Linked DNA regions of Mus musculus: regions 2 and 3 are each linked to region 1. Evidence: chromatin contacts called from public Hi-C data. All regions are on one chromosome and are shown on one strand. The core of a region is the stretch at or near the end of the contact, and the rest is flanking DNA. Distances in the headings are between cores, read along the strand shown. Region 1 has its middle 50 kb from the start of Gm40261. Region 2 overlaps Cdk14 (cyclin-dependent kinase 14). Region 3 overlaps Cdk14 (cyclin-dependent kinase 14).

The links. Hi-C and Micro-C count contacts between places; a contact is called where the count stands out from the background.
Region 2: a Hi-C map of uterus shows a contact between it and region 1, with 4 times the contacts expected there. The contact joins two enhancer-like sites. A contact is called at or near these places in 3 of 39 promoter capture datasets (cranial neural crest, frontonasal cranial neural crest and liver), 5 of 484 Hi-C or Micro-C datasets (all in uterus) and 1 of 115 datasets of contacts at active chromatin or transcription factors (fibro-adipogenic progenitors).
Region 3: a Hi-C map of uterus shows a contact between it and region 1, with 4 times the contacts expected there. The contact joins two enhancer-like sites. A contact is called at or near these places in 10 of 484 Hi-C or Micro-C datasets (the HL-1 cell line, bone marrow-derived macrophages, liver and 2 more) and 8 of 115 datasets of contacts at active chromatin or transcription factors (the NIH/3T3 cell line, astrocytes, a colorectal cancer cell line and 4 more).

The regions. Positions count from the first base shown.
Region 1 is chr5:4,322,155-4,324,854 of GRCm38.p6, reverse strand. No RefSeq gene overlaps it. Among named protein-coding and RNA genes, the nearest start is that of Gm40261, 50 kb to the right of the region's middle. Within about 2 kb of position 1,299, at least 66 of the 459 cell types and tissues checked have an H3K27ac peak or open chromatin away from gene starts, as enhancers often do. A contact at or near this core is called in uterus, where this site is marked.
Region 2 is chr5:4,849,966-4,852,665 of GRCm38.p6, reverse strand. All of the region lies in intron 14 of Cdk14 (cyclin-dependent kinase 14), which reads left to right. Among named protein-coding and RNA genes, the nearest start is that of Fzd1, 93 kb to the right of the region's middle. Within about 2 kb of position 1,260, at least 31 of the 459 cell types and tissues checked have an H3K27ac peak or open chromatin away from gene starts, as enhancers often do. A contact at or near this core is called in uterus, where this site is marked.
Region 3 is chr5:4,917,895-4,920,594 of GRCm38.p6, reverse strand. All of the region lies in intron 12 of Cdk14 (cyclin-dependent kinase 14), which reads left to right. Among named protein-coding and RNA genes, the nearest start is that of Fzd1, 160 kb to the right of the region's middle. Within about 2 kb of position 1,369, at least 9 of the 459 cell types and tissues checked have an H3K27ac peak or open chromatin away from gene starts, as enhancers often do. A contact at or near this core is called in uterus, where this site is marked.

The sequences.
Region 1 (2,700 bases), core at 50-2,549:
TCGGAATGCCTTTTAAATATGTGTGAAGAAAGAAATAAAATGCTCAAACAACGCTCACTAGTGAAAGAAAATCCTCCAAAAATATAAATAATAATACTGGATTTCAAATAGCTTCAGTAGAGAAAATAAAAATCGAGTTTTTGGTGTATTATTTCTCTTGGTTGCTTAATAAGATTTTGTGTTTTTGTTCAAAGCCCACAAATGACAAAGAACCAGCTGCTTAATTTAAGATTATAGCCTGTCCAGGAGTAAGTGGGGAACCTTGATTCACATAAACAAGAGACTCAAAGAGTGAGAGTTTGATGTGACGTTAAAGACATTTTAGAAAGATTTTCCCTCACCCAGGTCCACTAATGCTAGCACACTTAGACATGAGCATCAAGGGGCAGACAGATTCTCAGTTAGATGGTTTTTCTTGAGATTTTCAGTAGGTATCTGACCAGCAAAAGGTACGGAACACCTGAGAGCTCTTCATTAGTGAGATGAGCTAATCTCCAAGCATACTCCATATAGGGCAACAACAATCAGAACTTAATACACAAAACACCCAGACTGGTGCAGAGGGACTCAAAAACTACTAACTACTTTCATTGAAATGTTAAATCCAGGAACAGAAGAAGGGAAATAAGTCAATGGGTTCCTTTCTGATCATCTTTCTCTTAAGAGTTCCTCACCACTGAAATAGTGGGAACACTGTGCTAAACATGTAGTGCAGATAATTATCTAACGTAATATCCAAATATGTACATAATCTGGAGCTTCATTATTTATTAGAAAGATAGTAGAGACATAATATCTAAAATAATGAACAATTGACCTAACTAGCCTATGTTCAAATATTAGCCCTTCCATTTTCTCAATGGGTAACAACAATAAGGAAGTTATCTAATGTCTCTGTGTCTTCCTACGGTATAAAAGGAAATAATGTTAGTACTTATTTTGCAGGCACTATAAGGACTCAAATATTTGGAAAGCACTCAGCATGTTATCTGTGCCAGGAATATAATGTATCATCATCATTACTATCATTTTTATTATCATCACCAACATCATCATCATAATCAACAACAGCAGCAGCATAGAACACCACCACCTTGGACACCAGACAAGATATTATTTGTATTGGATGTCCCTAAAGAAACCTTTCAGAGTCATGGATCCTAAACGTAGGACTATCAGCATACCATTTACTGCTCAAATCTCAGCCTCAGAAATACTAGAGACACTTTGTACACTGGACCTAACATATGAGTAAGTCTGGCTCAGAGAATGCCAGGGAGACGCAAGAGAAACACTGTGTGCAAATACAGACTGAGTCATCTACAGCTCTGGGGTTAGAGTGTGCCAGCTTCTCTTGGCTTGCAGCAATGCAGATAGACTGTGGGAAGAACTTTCAGTTTGGTGGAATTTACTGTTTTATATGTGCTTTGTGGCTGTGAAATCACAGCACTTGCAGAGTTGAGAGGACATCATATATCTGCTCGTCCAACCATTTTACAGATGAGGAAACTGATCCAGAAAAGAACAGTGATGGGTCAGCATGTGGCTAGTAGGTAGTGAAGCCTCTGAAGGAAAGTCTTTTCAGAACCTTAGTGATCATGAGTCATCGTAGAATGTTCCCAGCTTCATACTATAAATCTGATTAACTAGATCCATATTTTATAAATAAGTAGCTTAAAGAGTAGGAGTACTTCACCCAGTTGAACTTCAAATTACTTTAGATCAAAGTAATGTATCTTTTTGGATATCAGACTCTTGCTTAAAAATTTATGTGCTTTAAAATTCCTGTTACAGAGAACATAAACAGTACATTGAGTTTGATCAGTCAGTGAAAAATTAATCTCAGGGGGTAAATGTTTCATCTTTCCAGGCATCGGAGAACGACATAACAAGCATTTTACTGAGTTCCATTCTGGCCCTGAAATCGTCTGTTTATGCCATGTGGATGAAGAGCTTACTGAGAAGCTGACCGTTCCTCACAAGGCCTCCCTTACAGGAAGGAGGCTACTCTGGAAACAGTCCCACCGTTCAACATCTTGCACATTTGCCATGACCCAGACATACAAACACAGCTTGCTCGTGTCTGCTTTTAACAGAAGACTCAGAGCTGGGTGAATTAGATCTCTTACCCCACTGTCTACTCTCATCCAACTTCACAAGCCCTGCATCATGTTTTATTAAGTGGACTGCTTTTCCTTTAATGCTCCATCCTGACTCCCACTCCCTTCCCTCCTAGAGCCATCCACTCCAATGCTTATAAAACCTAGGTGCTGTGGTGGTTGTCCAATTAAGGGATACCCAGGTAGCTGGGAAAGCATCATTGTATGAGATTGTGGGAACATCAGTGGGCATGACCTGGCTTTTTGAAGGACTACCAGTTAAAATTCTTAGAACATCTGTATGGGGTTGGACTTCCACTACCAATGCAAGAGGGGTTCCCCAGGTTCCTCACCAACAGTGAGTGCTAGCTGCCTTTCTTATGGGCATCTGTCTAGTAGGCAGGAATTTGTTAGTGGGCCACTCTGGGATCTCCATCTCTTAGAAACACTCATATCCTCACCTCCCCCCTTTGAAAATGAGGAGGTCTAGATTTCCATACACACCACACACAAGTCCTGAGAAACAGGAAGTGGTATCTTGGGACATACACATGCTTTTTCCCACACCAATCTGCCATATCTCAAAATATTTCTCATAGGC
Region 2 (2,700 bases), core at 11-2,510, 530 kb before region 1:
CTTGGGAAGCCGTCCACAAAGGTTCTTGCTCGCCACAGATCTTTGTCTCTCGTTCATCATCGTCTTGAACACAGTTGCCTAAGCATTTGGTTCATGTAACCATTAAAAACGCATGAACAAAAATGCTGTGGAGTAAACAGGGCTGCAATATTTTATGCAGTAACTTCTTGCCAAGTCGCCTCTTTGAAACTGGAGCCATTTTTATGTCATTGGAGTGTACTAGAACGATCTATAAACAAGATTTCTTTGGGGTTACATATTAAAACAGATGAAATCATTTTAAATAAAATGTTAAAAGCATTTACTTCCTAGCTCCAAGTTTGATCCAAAAACATAAAATAAACAAAAAATTATTCACCCAATTTAAAAAAGAGAGAGAGAGAGAAAAGAAAGAAGAAAGGGAAGGAAGGGAGGGAGGGAGGGAACTGTTAGCCCCCAATTCATTTGCTACCTAATCCTGGAGAGGATTTTGAAGACCTGAGACCTCAGTCACTGTCACTGTTCATCTCTTTGATCTTGCTTTGTGCTACCCTTTTCCTGTGTTTGTGTCTTGGACTTGGCTTATGAACACCCATTTTTCATCTTCTAGCTTTGTATGTAACTCTTATGGGAACTGGCGGCCAGGCCTCACAGACATAGCTGCTTGATGCTAGCCTTGCCATCGCCTTTAGTGTTTGGTTTGGTTTGGTTGTGTTTATATTTAATGAAGTATAATTTCTCTGTTGCCTGGTTCTACCTGACTGCATCAAATAACTCAGAGATTAATCAGACTGATTTTCTCCCAAAATGTAGATCCAGGTGACTTTTAATTCTCTACACTAGATACAAATGGGTTTCCCCCTCCCATCCTCTGCTATTTCATGGGTGCCCTGCACAGCACTGAGTCCAGATGGATTCTTTGTAAGCACTGTTTGACAAGGATTTGGAGGAGGGAGGGAAGAGAGCTTTTCCCCCTCTTTGCCTACAGCTGCTCTCAACATGGCTCATTGTGACTGAAAGGAAATGAATAAAGATGAGTTATCTGAACTGAAAATCAGCCAGAGAGAGGGAGCTGTTCACACTCCCCAACCTATCTACAAATTTAGCAAGGAGAATAGAGCATTGTCATCATTGATTTATTTGTATACTAATATTGGAAAGATTTGGTTTTTTCGGTATTGTACCTTTGGACATTTGAAGCCATTGTGAAAAGCCATATGGTTTTCTGTGAGGTTCCCATTACATCCTGTGCAGTGGAAGCCCTTTATGCAGTGCCTGTTGGCATGATCCACACTGAGCACTATGAAAATGCCATAGAGACAACTGAGAGCACACAAGTAGCATTACAGGAAACATTGGTTGTTTGAAATGGTGTTTTTGGATCAGCCTTCATTCGGATGGTATCGTCTCTTTTACGTTGCAGTTGCTTCCATATTTTGTGTATGACAGGATGACTGATTTGTATCCTGGAGACCCGGATATCTTAAGTGTTCAAAACATTTTAAGCATTGAAGCATATAGAAACAAGAGTTTAGAATCAGGTTCAGATCAGGGTAAGGAGTAACGCTCACAAGATTGGTTGCCCTATTCAATGTTATGTCTTCTCTCTCCCTCTACAAGAAGAATGAACTATATGCCCAGAAGGCAAACTGTCACTAAATGCTCTGCTGTTGACTAAGACCATGGTTAATGAGTACATGGACTTTGACCATAGTCAGCTTTTGTCCGTGATGCTCAGGAGTCCTGCTGTGTGTTGTCCTCTACAAATCCCATACTGCTGCTGGCTTTGCTTCATAGTCACATAGATCTGGAGTCAAATCCCAGCTACATCATTTCTTACTGTACATCTATTGTCCATGGTTAAGCAAGTGGCTAAGCATCTCCAAAGCTCAGACTCTTCATTTCCAAGTACTAGTAATACTGATCTTACCAAGCTGTTGTCAGTTAATGACAGCATTTTTATTTTTGACACATCAGAGATTTATGTTATATAGTATATGCATTTGGCATATCTTAGTACTTTGTTTACTCGAGAAGCATTAAGGCCTTATAGCCTGGCCATTAGGAGTTCTGCTTTCAAAATGATCTTTCTGGGTTTGAGTGACATCTCTGAAACATTAATTTTGTGGCCTTCGGAAAGTAGGTCCCTTGCCTTATCCAAATAATTTATAACTCACAGACATGTCCTGAGAAATGACTGATAAAATACTCTCAAATACTTAGCTTCAGACTTGCTAGATATGAAAAAAGTACTCATCACTCTTATTTGTTAGTCTTATAGGGTTGTGGGCAGGTAGTATTGATATCTGTGATTTCTGGCATGTTCTGTATAAACAATAAGTGGAGTGCTATTCTGTAAGGAGTAGTCTTTATGTGTGTATATACCTATATGTGAGGATATGTATGTGTGTGTATGTGCACATGTATAGGATACCAGAGGTCAATCTCACATGAATTCCTCAGGTGTTGTCAACCTTAATTGAGACAAGGTCTCTCTTTAGCCCAGAGCACACCAGGTAGACCAGGCTGGCTGGCTAAGAAGCCCCAGTGAAACAAAATTAATGCTCTAGGGCTGGCATTCAAACTCAGAAAGTCCATTCTGAAAACAGAACTCCTAATGGCCAGTCTACAGTGCCTCCATGCTCTCAGGCAAATGAAGTGCTAAGATTTGCTGATGGTATGTACTATATGAATTCCAAATGTATACCACTGTGTCCAACT
Region 3 (2,700 bases), core at 120-2,619, 600 kb before region 1:
TCTCAGTTAGTCCTGTTGCAGGAAGATGGGAAAAATGGGTGGACTGGAAACCATGAAACTAACAAAATATGTTAAAATCAGAAGGATAATTATGGCGTGTTTTTTGTTATATCTAGATTTTACATACACACACACACACACACACACACACACGAGCATGTGAATGACATGACACACACAAGAGTACCACAGGGTGATTCTTCAGGAAGAAGAAAGGACTGTCTGGGTAAAACAGGAAAAACAGGAAAGGATAATATAGATGTATAGGGTAATGATGAATTTTAATAAAAATATGAAATCCAATCACTTTGTACAATGCATATATGCTAATAATAACTATTTTTACCTTGTAGATTTTTTTAATTTGTAGAAGTTCATAAACTGAAGCAATTTCTGCATTCTCTTGTATTATAGTAATGAATTCAAAATAATTTCCAATAATTGAATTTATTTGGAATATATGTGATGATGAGCTAGTCCAAAAAGTAGTTTGCCATTAATTAAGGTACAAAATTAAATAACAATATTTAAAAAGTTAAAGCACAAAATTAAGTAACAGTTTATTTAAAGGTAGCATTATCGAAGTTGTGGAAGCTACTGGAGGTGTTAGCCTGCCAAGGAGTTCGGGGACTTCTTGAGCTAGCGAACCTTCAATCTAAATAGCTATCAAATAATCCTGTCCACTTTGGAACCACATCTGCCCTAGCTCACACCAGCGATTTTACTTATATCAGTGACCATGAGCATGATTTTACCTTCTGATATTTTTTAATATTCTATAATAATAGAGCTGTGGTAGAAGATATAAAAAGATGCAGTAAATATCCAAACTAAAAAGCTTAATATAAATTAAGTACTATCAGTTTAAGAATGTTTAATGATTACCATTAAAGGAAAGTAAGCCCTTTTGTTTCCTCATACCGAAAGTGCATGATCCAGGAAGCTTTCCCTGCTTAAAGGGGATTTGGGGCTAAATGCAGATAAATCTGAATTTCATAAAAATATGTCCTAGGCTTTAACTGTTCCAAATAGTCCATTTTATTTTACTGGAATTATGAAGACTCAGCTATTTCTCTTGTAAATCTCCCTATTTATAGTTGTCTGACATTGGCAAATATGTGCAATTCACCAAGAATTTCAGCCACTTAAAAGATCTTTTATTATTTTGGCTGGAGAAGAAGGCTTAGGATCCAGTCTCCAGCAAAGCGAAGGGTGCGAATCCAAGAGCGCATTTGCTTGCCTTGGGACTTCTTAACAGCTGGACGAGTTGGGAGGTTTGAACGTTTTGAAAAGAGAACTAAGGGCAAACCACTAAGTCAAAGAAGACACATCTGGAAAATAGAGCTCATGGCTGGGAAGGCGAGGCCCACGCACACTGAATGGGGTCAGGCCAGGCTCGTCCCCACCCTTCCCCGAAAGTGCTGGTCCCGCAGGTGATACATGTGCTCATGAAGCACAACTGGATTTTTCCTGAGAATGTTGTAGTTGGTGTTAGTAGATGTGCAGTAAATACCAAGGCCATGGTGAGGCTACCTTTGGGTGTGAAAAAATAGAAAAGGAAACACTTCCCTGCTGGGCTTCTATATCCGAACAGAGCCATAAGCCCTAATTTGGAAATTTTAGAAATAGCCCAATGTTGTGTTTTTGAGCTTTCCTTGAATATTTTATCCAATTTGATGTTTTACCTCCAGAACATATTTTAAAGATGACCTGCTAGACAGGTGTGCTATACGTGCACAAAGCATTAGATAGGAAGGAGTGTTTGGAGGGACAGTCTTTCCCTTTGTATATTTATGTTAGGGGCACTCTACTGTTTTTCTTGCTATGGTACCTCACTGGATCATTAAGATTTAAATCAGCACCTTCTCGCGAAGCAGAAAGATCATCTTTCCCACTTTGACACCTTCGAAGTTGACTTAGAATGTACCTAACAAAGCAATATGCTATGAAGTAAGTAGGTTAGAGATGGACATTCCTGGCCAGCAGAGCAATCCAGTGAGGTAAGAACACAGTCTGGACACTAGGGGGAGCAGCTGAGTCAGCCAGATCTAAAAGTCATCCACTCGCACATTTTGTTCAGTCTTGACGACTTTTGTTATAATTCTATTTACTTCAAAGTAGTTGTTTTAATTTATTTAGTGCCTGGAGAGTTCCCTTCATAATATTTCGAAGAAAATTATTCTCTGCATCATTGATTGGCTTTGAGGTAAGGGAGTATGGGGTGGTCAGCTCTAAAGCTGACATTTTGGAATCATATCCTCTCACAATTTGAGGATGGCTGCAATTACCAGCTGCCTGTTTGTGCAGATTTCAGTGCAGCAATAGAAGGATGTGTAGAGCCAGTCTAGTTTCTCACCACATTCTGTTCTCTCGAAAATGTCATTTTCAACCTGTAAGCAAACAGCTGTCATATTTGGTCTTGGACACACATGAGTGGTATGGCTTCAAGGCCCCAGAGCTCCCCTGCTTGTTCAAACACCACTGAAGCAGCTCCTGGGGACATTCGTCTTCATAATAATGACTCATTAGTTTGGGTCCTCAAAGCGTTGTGTGGCTGCGCACCAGGCACATCCAGGGAAGTCCCTAGGAGTTTGCAAACAGGGAGTGCTGAGAAGAAATGGGAGATGATCAAATAGTGAGAGATACTGTGTGGGCCCTGGACCGTGTCCTAGAACGCCCAAACCCAGATAGAATTGGATT